2 separate regions of the Arabidopsis thaliana genome follow, and region 2 is linked to region 1. A link is a contact called in public capture Hi-C data. All regions are on one chromosome and are shown on one strand. The core of a region is the stretch at or near the end of the contact, and the rest is flanking DNA. Distances in the headings are between cores, read along the strand shown. Region 1 holds the start of AT5G54520 (Transducin/WD40 repeat-like superfamily protein). Region 2 holds the start of ATK3 (kinesin 3).

Region 1 (7,616 bases), core at 332-2,831:
ATTCCCAAATCTAAGCTTAATTCTGTTAGTATATAAATTCTGATTTACTAATGACTTACTGATACTTTTCATCAAACAATCTAATACTGAGCTAGATGAAAATGCAGCATTGATATAACTGAAAGAAGGTTATTTGACAGTGATAAACTGACCTGATTAGATAAAGGAACCTCTCTCGAAATATCCCAAACTATAACAGCATTCTCACTTATATTTCTGCCAGAAACATCACTTGACGAGATAAACTGCTTCCCACCCGCGATAAACTCAACATCAAGAATTGGCCCAAGATCTCTAACATATTCATGCACGAATTTATTGGCTCTAATGTCCCATAATCTAAGACTTCCCTTTGATCCACCAGAAAGAAACACGTTACAATTATCTGGATGAAACTTAACAACTCCAACAACTTCATCCTCCTTGAAAGATTGTGTCTCTACCCCTCTTTCAACATCAAACAGTCTCGACGTGCAGTCATATCCACAAGAAAGCAACGATAACCCTTGCTTTGACCACTTCACATCTTTAACCGGTGCATTATGATGGAGAAAAGCCCGTACTTTCTTCTTATCATTACTCCACACATTCCACACGTAAACAGCACCATCAAGCCCCGCAGAAGCAAGAAGATGAACTGCACAATAACTCTAATAAACAAATGAATGAGGCAGAGGATAACTTCAAGCCAATCTTCACCCAAAAGCTACAACAAAAGAGCAAGAACATACCATGACTTGTAGACCAATCAATAGCAGTAACAGCCTTTGTATGGCCGGTTAACGAAATCGACATTCTACTAGGCATTTCGGTTTGCAACGAGGATCCTTTTGGTCTATGTCTAACCGAAGATAGAACATGGCGAGGTACATCAGAATCTGAGATGCTCCCAAGAACTGAGATTAATAACAAATTAGCATAAGGCAACAGTACAACCACAAAGCTAGTGAAGCAGATTAACAAGCATCAAACACTAAATTCTAAACAGCGAATTGATTAAGCATGGTTCGCAATTACCAGTAGGAGAGCTATAAGGTTTCTGACTCAAATCGGAACTTTGATCTGGAGTCGGAATCGTTGAAAGGGAGGCTAGAAGTGATCTCTCTCTCTTGGATACGTACCGGCCTGGAACCGGAACCGGAACCGGAACCGGTATTGAAAACGACGAGCTGGTTTGAGATTCCGAATAGGAACCGTGTGGAGGATACGGTCTACGCGGTGGTTTGTATTGTCGCTCCTCCGGGACTGGATATGGACGCTTAGAAGGAATTGACGGTGCTGCGGCGATTTTAGATGTTAATCGCTCATTGGTCACTGGCTCAGGTTCGTCGTCGGAGTCATTGGCATACGAATTGCAGATGAGATCCATCGGAAAGTTGAAGTCGAGACACCCGAAGCAGTGACCGGTGATCGGAAAAAAAATGAATTGGCCTTCGATGAGATAGAGAAGGCTAAATCTTTAGTGGGCTTTAATTGGGCCAGAAGAATGCTCCAGGCCCACGTGTATGCATTTATCAATTGGAATTGTTGTTTCGGGATCATTCTCACTAACAATCTCTAATTCATTATACTATTAATCAACTCCGGCATCTAGATATTACTCATGAATCAATGATCAATAGTAATGTGTTTGTTTACAGAAAGGTTGATCTAATTTAATGAGATCAATGAAGGGAAAATGCTCAAAGTTATAAACTGTTAGTGATTAATATAATTAATTTTAAATATCATATATTTTACAAATAAAGTTAATAACTCACATCAGTAATACCAAACATGATAACTAATACATAAACATATATGGATTTATCAATTAGAATTATTGTTTGAGGATCATTCTAACTATCGGGTTTTTATTTCATTATATTAATACTTCACCATTTAGATATTATCAATGATCGATAATTTGGTAGCAATGTTTTTGTTGCCATAAAAAAACTAACCTAATTTAGTTACTTCAATACAGAGAATATGTTCAAAATTAGAAACTATTAGCGATTTATATATAATTTTAAAAATAATAATTATATTTTCAAAGAGCGTAACAGAGATAATATCAATTGTTATATTTAATAAATTAAATAACTCACTATCGACAAAACATAATTATTGATACAAAAACACATGAACTTATCTATTAGAATTATCGTTTGAGGATCATTTTCACTAACGGTTACTTCAATAAAGGGAATATGTTCGAAATTAGAAACCGTTAACGATCTATATATAATTTAGAATATAATAAATATTATTAAAAATGTTATAAAGATAAGATTAATTATTATATTATATATTATATATTTAATCAAGTAAATAACTCACTATCGACAAAACATAATTATTGATACAAAAACACATGATCTTATCTATTGGAGTTGTCGTTTGAGGATCATTTTCACTAACGATTTTTTTACATTATATTAATCTACTCCAACATTTAGATATTACCCATCATTAGTAATTTGGTACAAATGTGTTTGTTCCCAAAACGAAATTGATCTAATTTAATTAGTTCAATGCATGGAACACGTTCAAATTAGAAACCGTTAGTGATATATATAATTTGATTTGAATATTTTTTTTAAAGCATTATTGAGTTAAAATCAATTATTAATTAAAAAAATATATATATTATAAATAAAATTAATAATTCACTATCGACAAAACATAATTATATTTAGGGTTTTATGCCAAAAAAATCGTTTAAATCATCCATTTTTCTCATTTTACCCATCACATCAAAAAAATACAATAATCATATAAAATCAAAAATAATATGCAATTTAACCTTTTCATTATAACTTTTGAAATTTATTATTAAATAATATTGGATTTGTTTTTTTAACAAAAATCATTTGAAATGTTTGATTGAATACACCCTTTAAAATAAGTAGTTAGGTAATGATAAATTTTGTAGACAATTTTTTTTCTTAATTTTTCTTATAATTCTATGAAACCATTCATAATAAGAGAAGATTTACTACTATATATAGTCAATCAAAACGTAAAAGATTATATACATCAATACTTGAACTAAATTATTGATTAAGAAAGATTTTGGTGGTAGAACAACATTTCCGATTTTGGTGGAAGAAAAAAACGTCTCAGTATTTCATTTACGAAAAAAACGTGAGGAACATTTATCAGTTACTTAATCTGTTGAGAATAAAAGGAAAAGTTTTTGAATTTTCTCCAATACATACATAGGACCCATGCCTATATAACTGAATTTATCTTTGTATATTACACAGATGAGTTATAAAAGTTCCAATAATTACAAGGACCCAGCAGAATAATTAAAAACACACAGAAAAAATCCAAATTTAAGAAATTAGAAAACAAATGGTATCACAAGTCTCACGCGTGTAAAACTGCATGAGCCACACGTGGGCCAAGCTAACCGGTTACCTGCTGCGTCTTAAACAGTAACACACAGAACAAACGACCGCTACGAACATAAGTGACAACTCATCTCCAGGTAACCGGTACAAATGGGAACCACAGAAAATCCACGTGGCATAAATCTATAAGCTACCGTCAAGTGAAACCGGTCCCCTGATTGGTTAACGTAATCATTTTCTCAATTCTGGACCCTACTGTAGTACTATGTATCGCGTGACTCTCTCATAGTGGCATATTTGTAATTTTAATTATCTAATAAATTACGTAATTATCACATCTCTTAATTAATTATCTCTTAGTTAATAAAATAATAAGATAAGATTTCGTCATACCAAATAGATTTCAATACATCCAAATAAATCTTAACTTGAGTAAGAGATAGATTCGAAGTTGGAAAAAGACGAAATTACCCTTGAAGAGTGAGCTTTTTTTTTTGGCTGCCGCAGAATTTAACCGTTACTTTGTTTCCCTTTCATGCAAAAGCCCTATGACCCATAGCTTGCGTGGCACACTGCTTAAAGACGAAAATAGTTTAACCATAACTGAAATTTTGACAAATATTTTATTCTAGTCAATTACATACATTAAATCACATCAGAGAAAATGTAACTACTATTTTATTCTTGTACTTCTAAAATAAATAATGGAAGAAATAACATTTTTAGTGACGGTTATTTTAGTTTCTAGCTAGTAGTACCAATAAACAAAATTAAGTAATACTGAGCACTTTGTTGTTTTGTGTTAACTCACAAAATTTGATTTCGTCAAATACACAATAATAGTCCACAATACATCATTTCCCCCCCTATTTTCTTAAAATATCCTTGTTCTATTGCATTACTTATGATAAGATGTATTTAATAAGAAGCTTTCATCACCAACAAATGAAAAAAAAAAAACTAAATGATGAAGCATTCTGTATTACTCCTTAAACTATCAATTTCTAGCATCTAATTCGTACTCATTAGGTGTTGAATTACTCTACAATCAAAGTTAATTATATAGTATATATATACATAGCATATATTTCCATGCTACATTATCAGACTATATATACTACACATACGTTTGTTGTTGACAAATAAAAACAAAAATCACATGCGTTTTTCACACCATAGAAGGATAAAAAATTATCAATTTTAGAAGAAATACTACTTTCCATGAATTAATTGTTAAAAAAAACAATGATGTACTAATTCTCAAAAAAAATAAAAAAATTCGTACGCGTGTAGTTAAAAAAGCCTTCATACCTTATATGCTTTGGTGATTAATACACATTTGCATACATATAGTTATAAATACCTTATTTTCTAAATTAGACACTTCAATCATTAATTAAAATTTTCTCAGTTTTAAAGCTAATTTTGGTGTGTCCAACCACTCTTTTGTCATTATTTCTCCACATGGAATTTTTTTATAGAAATTCTATCGATCGCTATAATATTTCCATTTTCTCTAAAAATTTAGAAACTTATGAACTTTAATCACTTAACCATATCTATTATATATATGGCCCCATTCACTCACCAACCAGGGGCAAATACGTCATTCCACCTTCTCCTTCTTTCCCATTTAAGATCCTCCCTCTTCACTTGAATCATCGCCGTGAAAAAAAAAACTTTCTCTCTTTCTCTCTCTCTCTCTCTCAGTGAAAAGCTATGAACAAACTCATCTCCCGTATGATCCTTCTCCTCACCACTCTCCGCCTCTCTTTATCCCTCTCCTCGCCGTCGTACCCAACGGTCCACGACGTTCTCCGATCAGAAGGTCTCCCGGCGGGACTTTTACCTCAAGAGGTTGATTCTTATATTCTTCACAACGACGGTCGTCTCGAGGTTTTCCTCGCGGCGCCGTGTTACGCTAAATTCGAGACGAACGTGCACTTTGAAGCCGTCGTAAGAGGGAATCTGAGCTATGGGAGCCTCGTCGGAGTAGAAGGGCTATCGCAAAAAGAGCTCTTCTTGTGGCTTCAGGTGAAAGATATCGTCGTCGAGAATCCAAATTCCGGCGTCATTGTGTTTGATATCGGCGTTGCTTTTAAACAGCTTTCGCTTTCTCTCTTTGAAGACCCTCCCAAGTGTAAACCTGACGGTAATTTTTTGGATTAACACAAAACAATTTTTTTGGTTTAATTAATTAGTTTTTAAACTGTTTTTTGGTTTGTTATGATAAGAATAGTTGTTTGGATTTTCTTAAATTTTATTTCCATGATGACTAAATATACGATTCTATCATCTTAATTTTCGGTTTTCTCATTTTACCTTTGCCATGGGTTAAACTAATTAGTCGGCTTTTAAATTAATTTAGTTATGTGAAATATACATTTTTGTGTTAATAAATACTGTTTTTTATCCCAATAAATTTCAAATATTTAAGTTTTTCATTACGAAGTTCTAGATTGAATGTTTGTTGCAAAAATAAACATTTTCAAAAAAGAAAAAAATTAGTGACTATGACTAATAGCAATGTGACCATATCAGTTTTCGCTCTATTATTCGTTTAGATTCATTTGTTTTTTTTTTCAGATCGAACCGTAGAATTTAATTACAAAATTAGTTCGTTTTTCAAAAAAGAATATTGTTATTGTGGCTTGTGGGGAATAGAAGTGGTACAGTGAAGTCATGGGCTTTGGGTTTGTGTTTTTTCTTTCTCGTTTATGTTTCGACGACTTTGAAAACTCTTTTGGATTTTATTGTCTGATATCTTTGCCGGTTTCAATACGAGTCTTGTCTCTGTAACTGCTGACATAACATTTCCTTTCCTTCTTTTACTTTCTTGTTTTTTACTTGAATAAGTAGTACATTCGATCAGTAACTTTTACCAAATTTTATCATTTGTTTTAACTTTACCTAATAGTATGAATATTATGTACGAGTACAATTCTCTTTTCCTAGTTCGAATAACCCACTTCAAGAAATGGTAACAATACAATCATTCACAGAAGTTACATTTTTCTAAGAACAGTTTTTCATTCTAACTTTTTTGGATGGTACATTTAAAGATTTATTATTGGATTTATGTATCAGGTGTTTTGAAGAAAAAGATGAGAAGAGATAGAGGATTTGAAGCTCAGAAGTAGAGAGAAAGACCTAAGGCCATATTGTCCATTTGAAAATTCCTAAATTGTAAACTAATCAGAAAGATTAGTATGCTAATTATATGAGTAGAATAGAATTTTGTTTGAGAGTTCTTGTAAAGATGAGACTCCCCATGTTCTATTCTATGTTTTGTGTTTTAGAATTTTAAATTTGATATCCATTGTCTTTGACTAAATTGATGATGTTTATCTTTTTGTGATGGTTACAAAGTTGCTCCAAAACTTAAAACTAATTTATTTTTGATCGACGAAACTCGGTCAAAAATACTATGATTTGTGAAAAATTCATGTATAAGATTGTACATATACTAGGGCTAGGGCCACCAGTTTTTGAAAAGTTAGGTCTCAATGAAACTGAAGTAAATCTTTCTAAAATACTCATTTTATTTTTTTCTGTTTGTGAGTTGCGAACCTAGTATAATGAAGATTCGGGGTAATACACTACACTAACGTAGAACCAACATTTGCAGCAAACAAAGATAATAATTGCTTAACAAAACTAAACTAAATATGTCTGAAAAGATTGGTCGGCTTCAATTCTTCTCACTCAAGTCGTCGGTAGCTTTGAATACTCTTAACCAATCCTTCTCTCACGCAGAAAAGAGAACAAACATGTTTCTCGGCTACAGATTATCATCTATTGTGACTGAACCATCAAACAGTTCGTGTTCTTGATTATGCGACACCACAGTCTTAATTATTTTCAGAACTTGAACCAATTTCTCATGAAACCTCAAACTTAGATTGCGACATAAACCAGAATGAAAAATAGTATAGCAATAAGAATACGACATTTTTCGATATTTCAACATTTCAAACAAAATGAAGTGTGCAGGATTTCAATCAAATTTTTTGCATCCTACAGGCTACACACTCTATTTTTTTTTTTTTTCGAGTTAGAACAAAAAAATCTCATTTTTCTTCGCTGTTTGTTTTTCTCCACAATATACAACCATTCTCATTCTCTTTTTCAAAAATGCAACATTTGTTTTTCAAACTTTTTGAAACTCCCATCAAAGCCCCCTCAAATCTTGAGTAGAAAATGTGCCTATAAATGAAGAAAACGGATCCTGACAAAAGGTAGAACCATAAACATTGTGCACTAGATGTAGAAATT
Region 2 (6,712 bases), core at 3,884-6,383, 60 kb after region 1:
GTACGTCTTTCTTACACCACAATTCTCTTATTTATTTTCATTCGGAAACGTTTATTTCTGCTTTAGTAAAAAATAAAAATACAATAGATCGAACTTTAAAAAAGAAAACTAAATCTTCGTTCAAATGATTTGTTATACATCATAACGATCAAAACTGAATATGTGAACTGATGAATGGTTGATATAGTACAAATATGAACAGAACCTAAGTTTCTTTAAAAGTGAACGTGAACCAATCTCAAAACGTAACTCATTCAAATTTAGGATTTCTTTTGTCAATTTTACTTTAAATATCAAAATGATCGAACCACAACTTGAATTGGACACTAGTTATAATGATGGTAACGAGAAAGATGAAATGGTTCGCAAAATTTTCAAATAATAATGTATCTTTTAAAATGGTATAAAATAAGGAAAAAAAAAACTGATTAAATTTTTGGTACTTGTATGTTAGTGGTGGGGAAAAATAACGTGCAGGTGTACGTGGACATTAACGGAAGAGTGATGGAGATTAGTGGCCAATGGAACAGCAACAAGAAAGCGGCGACCAACAGTGACTGGAGAAGCGGCCGGTGGTGGGAACATGGCTATGTCCGCCGTCTCGAGCTTCCTAGCGATGCCGACGCCAAATACTCTGAAGCTTTCCTCTCTAACAACGACGATTACTCTTTCTTAGAGATCCGAATCCCTAAGATAAATTCTAAGAACAAGTTTTAATCTGATCATGTCGCCTTGACGAGTTTTAACTTTAGATTCTTTTCGTAATTTTGTTTTCTTTAGTTAACTATTATTATAGATATGAAATTCTGTGGTAGAGACACAATGGATGAATGATATGTTATATATACATACTATAAAATATATCAAATATAACATATCGATTATAAACAAATGATTTATTGATATTACACACTTTTATGCAGGTTTTTTAGTGTATATATATTAGAAAATTGCACTGATTTCACTAGTGAAGATTAATTCAGACTCAAAAATGTGTGTTTTCGAATGTAATATCAGACTCAATAGGGTCATTGTCTGGCGTGTGGTTTTGGGGAATATTATCATCTCCCATGAATTGTTTCGTGGGCTTCAAACCAATGTCATGTTAAAAGAAAGAAAAAAGTTAAGGCCATGTAATAATAAATTCATTACCAAAAAGACATGAGAAAGACTTATGATCATGTGATTTATGTCAAATAGAACTTTCATAGATGCTCTATTAAGACGACTAGGATTGAATAAAAATTGGACGAAGTGGGTGATTTGGTGTATCTATAGGCTATAGTCTGTAGCATATAAAATTATGATTAGTGGCCAATGGAACTGCAGCTAGTACGACTAGAGAAGCGACCGGTGGTGCTACGTCCATGGTCTCGAGCACCCCGGTGACGCCGACACCAAAAACTCCAAAGCTTTCCTCTCAAACAACGACGACTACTCTTTCTAAGAGATCTGAATCCCTAAGATTAGCTCCACAAACAAGTTCTAATCGAAGTATTAAGTTTAGACTTTAGAGTTTTTTTCTTTTTCTTTTTTTTGTTCATTTTATTATCACAGAATTTTATGTGATGGACACTAAGGTAGAATAGTCATGAGTCATCACCAATGTAACCGACGCAACATATGAACTCCATATGTCACAAAAGTACATTCTCTTTGGTTAGACAACATTAATGTATTGTCATAGGATTCTAACTTCTTGCTTTATATATACTGAAAATCCTCTTGAAATATTATCTTGTAAAAGTTAGTTTGACATAGTATACGTTGGTTTGTCATCACCAATTGAAGTAATTCGCATCATGTATTGTATCCCTTGTTTCCACAAAAATGTGACTACATTCAAATCTTCATCGGCATTTTTCATTCTCGGCTCGAACATAAAACAAAATCCTAAACGAATAATTGTCGATCTCATACCAATAACTACTAGCTAGCTACTTGTAGTCTTGTGGAAAGTCATCGAATCTAAATCAAAGCATGAAGTGTTTGGGCAGATCAGAACAATGGAGCTAAACTTAAGAAATATATATATGAAAATTTATATTATACCATCCCAGATCTGAACATTCTTTTTTTTGGATGAAACCTGAACGTTCTTTCCAGTGGCATCTATTTTTATTTTTCACCTTTATTAGCAGTTGATCCCTCTTACATCAATGATGCCTAACGCAATGACCCAATTATACCTTTTCTTTATAATAGATGTGTGAGGTCGATTTACCGATTAGGTGAATAAAAATAATTATATTTACCAATTATGTAACAAAACAGTATTAATTAAACTATTCTTTTAACAGAAGAAGTAGGTCTAAGTTTGATGTGAGAATATGACTTAAGATGAAAACTATGGAGCTCGCTACCATAAATAAAAAATAGATATGGCAACAACTTTTTCTTCATGGGAAGTGTTTGGTGCATTCCCTCAACATCTATTTTTATATAGAAAAAAATCATTTGAAGAAAATGATAATTGTCTAAAGATCACTATCTAGAAGTTGGTCAATAGATTAAAGGTTTCTACACCTATATTTTGAATATATTGATTACTACAGTTTCAAGTATGTAAGAAATTATAGATTATGGGTACTGTTTGTTTTTGAGACATTTTGTACTTTATAGGTTGGATAGTCTGTTTATAAAATTTTGTTGAATTATATCTCATTATATAGTACATTCTGCATTTTTTTTTCTTTTTAACGGCTGCTTTATTTTAGATTCTGCAAGATAAATAATTTGAAATGATGGTGTATCAAATTCCAAATTGATTTTAGTACTAGATATTTTAATTTAGTTGGATGAGGGGGAGTAAATAACCATGGCTTAACGCTGAAGTCTCCAATGAACTAATTCACGTTTCAATAAAGTTGCAAAGAAAAAGGTTAAAAAGAAAGATAGAAATACTTGGCACCCATTTCACGCAATTGAGGGACTAACATTATATGAAACAAATTCTTAAACTAAGGAGAAAACAGATTCATTATACATGTTTTTGTGGTCATGAGATTAAACTTACGACGTGTGAATTAATGTTTTGATTCTTTACAAACAATCTGTATGACTGACTTATCATAACTTTGAGTCGCAGCCATATCAAGTTTCAATAGTTTAACGTACTCTTCTAAAGTTTTCATAGTTTTTTTTTTGAAATTCTTTTAATATCAACTCCATTTATAAGAATATTTAAGATAGCTCAGAAATAGGTTTCGGAGTTTAATTAACTTGTCCTTTTAATTAATCAATTTAAAATTCCAACAGAGACCACTTCGTCTAACAATAAAAGTTCAGATATAAGCTACATGCGGACCACAAATCATAAAAACTATGACAATAAACTATGAAATTGCGCGTTTATATCTATGTATTATACTACTTTGTTAACTCGGAATTCTAGACTTGTTCAATTTGATATTCGACGCCACGATTTTTCGAAAAACCCATAGTCCAATACATTTGTTTAATTCATAATACTTAATCCTAATTTTATCCTTTAGTTTGACTAAATCAAATTTGGCATGATCCTTGCATCGCCTAATTAATCACCTTTGCATAAAGTAGTTTTTGCTTTATCCAGACATAATTTGTATTTATATATTTCAATATATGCTTAAAGTTCAAAACCCATCTCAATAATCACAAATTTATTTACAAAACGGTTACAAGGTGAATCACAAAGTTTCCAATCATGAAAATATAATAAAATGTTATTTATTTTTTGTTTGTTGCATGATCCAATTTGGGAATAAATTTAGAGTACGTAAAGCTGAAAGATGTTTAATGCGTCTAGAATGTGCACTTATTAATGTCTCTATGTCACCAATCACTAATCTCAACCTTTTATTGGGGTCATATATAAAGAAAACTGCATGTACATTATACATTTTTTTTCTGACAAAACATAAATAAAAAAGCTTTATCCCCAAAATGTAACTCAAAATACGGTTAATCGTATTCAATGCTATAAATAGCAAGAATTAGATAATAAGTTTAGCCATTTTAATTCACTAACTTAATGTTTCAACAATGTGAATGTAATCGTCCATAACACAAACCACATCAACGACGATATTTCAACGGCTAATTCAGCTCGGACCATTAGATTTAACATTGTTTCTTTCACATGAAATTTGACAACTCGTCAGGGTATGAGACAGAATCTAAGAATTACACGACAAAAGACAATTTTTCATTCGGACAATTTTAGCCCATACCTTTTTAAACCAGAAACGTGACTGCTTTGAACAATGTCTGGATTGATGCTAAGGGTAACTTCGGTAAGATAAAATATCCACTTTTTCTGAAAAGAATCTCTCGTCTTAAAATGCTGACGTAACTCATTTTACCGACACGTTATAGTTAGCTTTTCATAATTATTTTATTAAACGTTATTAGTTTATTAAATTTCGCATGTTAATAAATCTGTGAGATTACCGATACAACCTATGGTTAGATATTTTAATTTACATCTGTGTTGAAAACCAAACAAGAAGATTCCATCTTAAAATATGGGCCATTATATGTTCATCTAATTTTAATTTTTTTTTTTTTTTTTACAAACACAAATTATTTATGTTCAAAAATATTACAAAGAATTTTTACCACTTTCATATATATTTTTAGGATTTTAGAATTTTAAAATATGGTGGTACGTTTGTATAATAAAACAAAAAAATGGTAAGTTTTTATTTTCAAGAACACAAATAACTATTTTCATTAATATAGAGTTTTTGGTGATTTCATGAATATGATTTTTACTAGCTTTTTCGTTATACATTTTATAGTAATATTGATATTCACAATCTCATGAACCCATTATTATTTATAAAATCATGCTTATAATATTCAGTAAACGATTTTTTACGGTAAAATGTTATCTAAGTTGAAACTCGTATATAATTTATAGATGATAAATATATATACCTTGTATGGTTTAAAGGATGTTCTCCTTAAACTAAATTTATATTGTGTAAAAATAATATTGATTTCTATTTTTGGTGTATGGATTAAAGTCATAATAAGTCCACTGACATTACCCCCACTGCCCCTAACATTAAACCTTTCTTCTAATTACTTTGCTGCTTAATAAAGCAACGGCTGTGATTTCATTACCTCGGTGACTTCAGATCCAATCAACGGCCCCACGTTCATCTCTCTCTCTGAACATTCAAACAACAAATATAGAAAAATAAGTAGCCAAGCAACACCAAGAGACGACGAGAGCAACAAAAACTGAAACGTGCCTCCATTTCTAAAACCCAAATCCTTCTTCGTACAAACGACACAATCTCTCTTAAATGCCAAAGGTCCTCTTTTTCGTCTTCTTCCACTCTCTCTATACTTCTCTCACAAATCTGGGCATGTTTTGAAATCCACATTCTTCATTCACTGAGTTTCCTTTACCTCTTAAAGTTTCAATCTTTAGGTCTAATTCTCTCTTCTTAAAAATGCTCTGTTTTTGTTACTTATTTAAAAACTTCATCTTCACGGGTTTCCTTCCGTTTTTTCTCTCATTTAATCTATTTCTCAATTTATCTATTTCTCTGAAAGATCTCTAAGAGAGAAAAAAACAAACCTTTTTTGCAGATTGAGAGAGAAATTTGAAGTAATTTAAGGTAACAAGAAGAGAACAATTTTGTTCTGTTATGGTGGGGGCGATGGCAAACAATGGAAGAATCCGGTCAGCTTTTCCGGTGACTAATGGGTCAAAAGATCTGACGCCGAACAGTGCTCCGGCGAGTACAACCGGATCTGAATATGGTCCTGTTGAGTTCACAAGAGAAGACGTTGAAACTCTTCTTAATGAACGAATCAAGTACAAGAGCAAATTCAACTACAAGGTTTCTACTTTTTCACCCACCTCATTAAATTTATCAACTTTTTATTTTTTTTACCTGAATCTAAAATTCTTCTTGTGTTTTAGTTTAGTTGGTGAAGTTTTGAATTTTAAGTAGCTTTTTTACTGGCTTTTCTCGTTGGATCCGTTGTGTTTTTTTTTTCTGAAGAAGAAGATTTGATTGTTGTTGTTTATAAGACAATTTGTGGGACCTTTATATTTAGGCAATAGCATTGAAGACATTGTTTATGTGTGTTGATTGATCTTTGTGGTAGAATCTGGAGCTTTTAATTTCAGTTAGCTTTACTGGCTTTTATCGTTGGATCTGTTGTGTGTTTTTTTTTTTGAAGATTTGATTGTTGTTATAAGACAATTTGTGGGACCAAAATAGTTTTGTCTATTTGATAAGCATTAAAGGACTTTGTTTATGTGTTTTTGGTCTTTTGGTTTGAATTTGAATGTTGATTTTGCAGGAGAGATGCGAGAATATGATGGATTATATAAAAAGACTTAGACTTTGCATTAGATGGTTTCAAGAACTTGAGTTGGATTATGCTTTTGAGCAAGAGAAGTTGAAGAACGCATTGGAATTGAATGAGAAGCATTGTGTTGACATGGGTGCGTTGACACATTAAAGTTTAGTTGTTGATTTTTTCGTTAGCAGTTTTTGAACTTTGTGCAATTTGATGACAGAGGTTAGTTTGAAAAACAAAGAAGAGGAGCTGAATATGATAATTGAAGAGCTGAGGAAAAACTTTGAATCTGTTCAAGTTCAACTTGCCAGGGAACAAACGGAGAAGTTGGTAAGAAGCGGTTCATTCTAGTTAAGTTACTTGTGTCTGATACATATTTGTAAGTCTTAATTCGGTTTGTTTTGCT

Evidence for each region. Capture Hi-C pulls out chosen DNA fragments and counts their contacts.
Region 2: a capture Hi-C map of seedling shows a contact between it and region 1, with 1.6 times the contacts expected there. The contact joins the promoter of ATK3 here to the promoter of AT5G54520 in region 1. A contact is called at or near these places in 1 of 26 Hi-C or Micro-C datasets (root) and 1 of 3 other capture datasets (seedling).

Annotation. Positions count from the first base shown.
Region 1 is chr5:22,147,721-22,155,336 of TAIR10.1, forward strand. AT5G54520 (Transducin/WD40 repeat-like superfamily protein) reads right to left here and starts at 1,582. Exons shown (of 4, transcript NM_124832.3): 1 at 1,018-1,582; 2 at 732-896; 3 at 153-637. The coding sequence starts at 1,369. It overlaps AT5G54530 (serine protease, putative (Protein of unknown function, DUF538)), which reads left to right and starts at 5,004. Exons shown (of 2, transcript NM_124833.4): 1 at 5,004-5,493; 2 at 6,429-6,746. The coding sequence starts at 5,061. The coding sequence ends at 6,481.
Region 2 is chr5:22,204,270-22,210,981 of TAIR10.1, forward strand. ATK3 (kinesin 3) reads left to right here and starts at 5,134. Exons shown (of 17, transcript NM_124848.3): 1 at 5,134-5,422; 2 at 5,584-5,837; 3 at 6,307-6,451; 4 at 6,527-6,636. The coding sequence starts at 5,643. AT5G54660 (HSP20-like chaperones superfamily protein) reads left to right here. Exons shown (of 2, transcript NM_124847.2): 2 at 455-883. The coding sequence ends at 717. It also overlaps the pseudogene AT5G54661.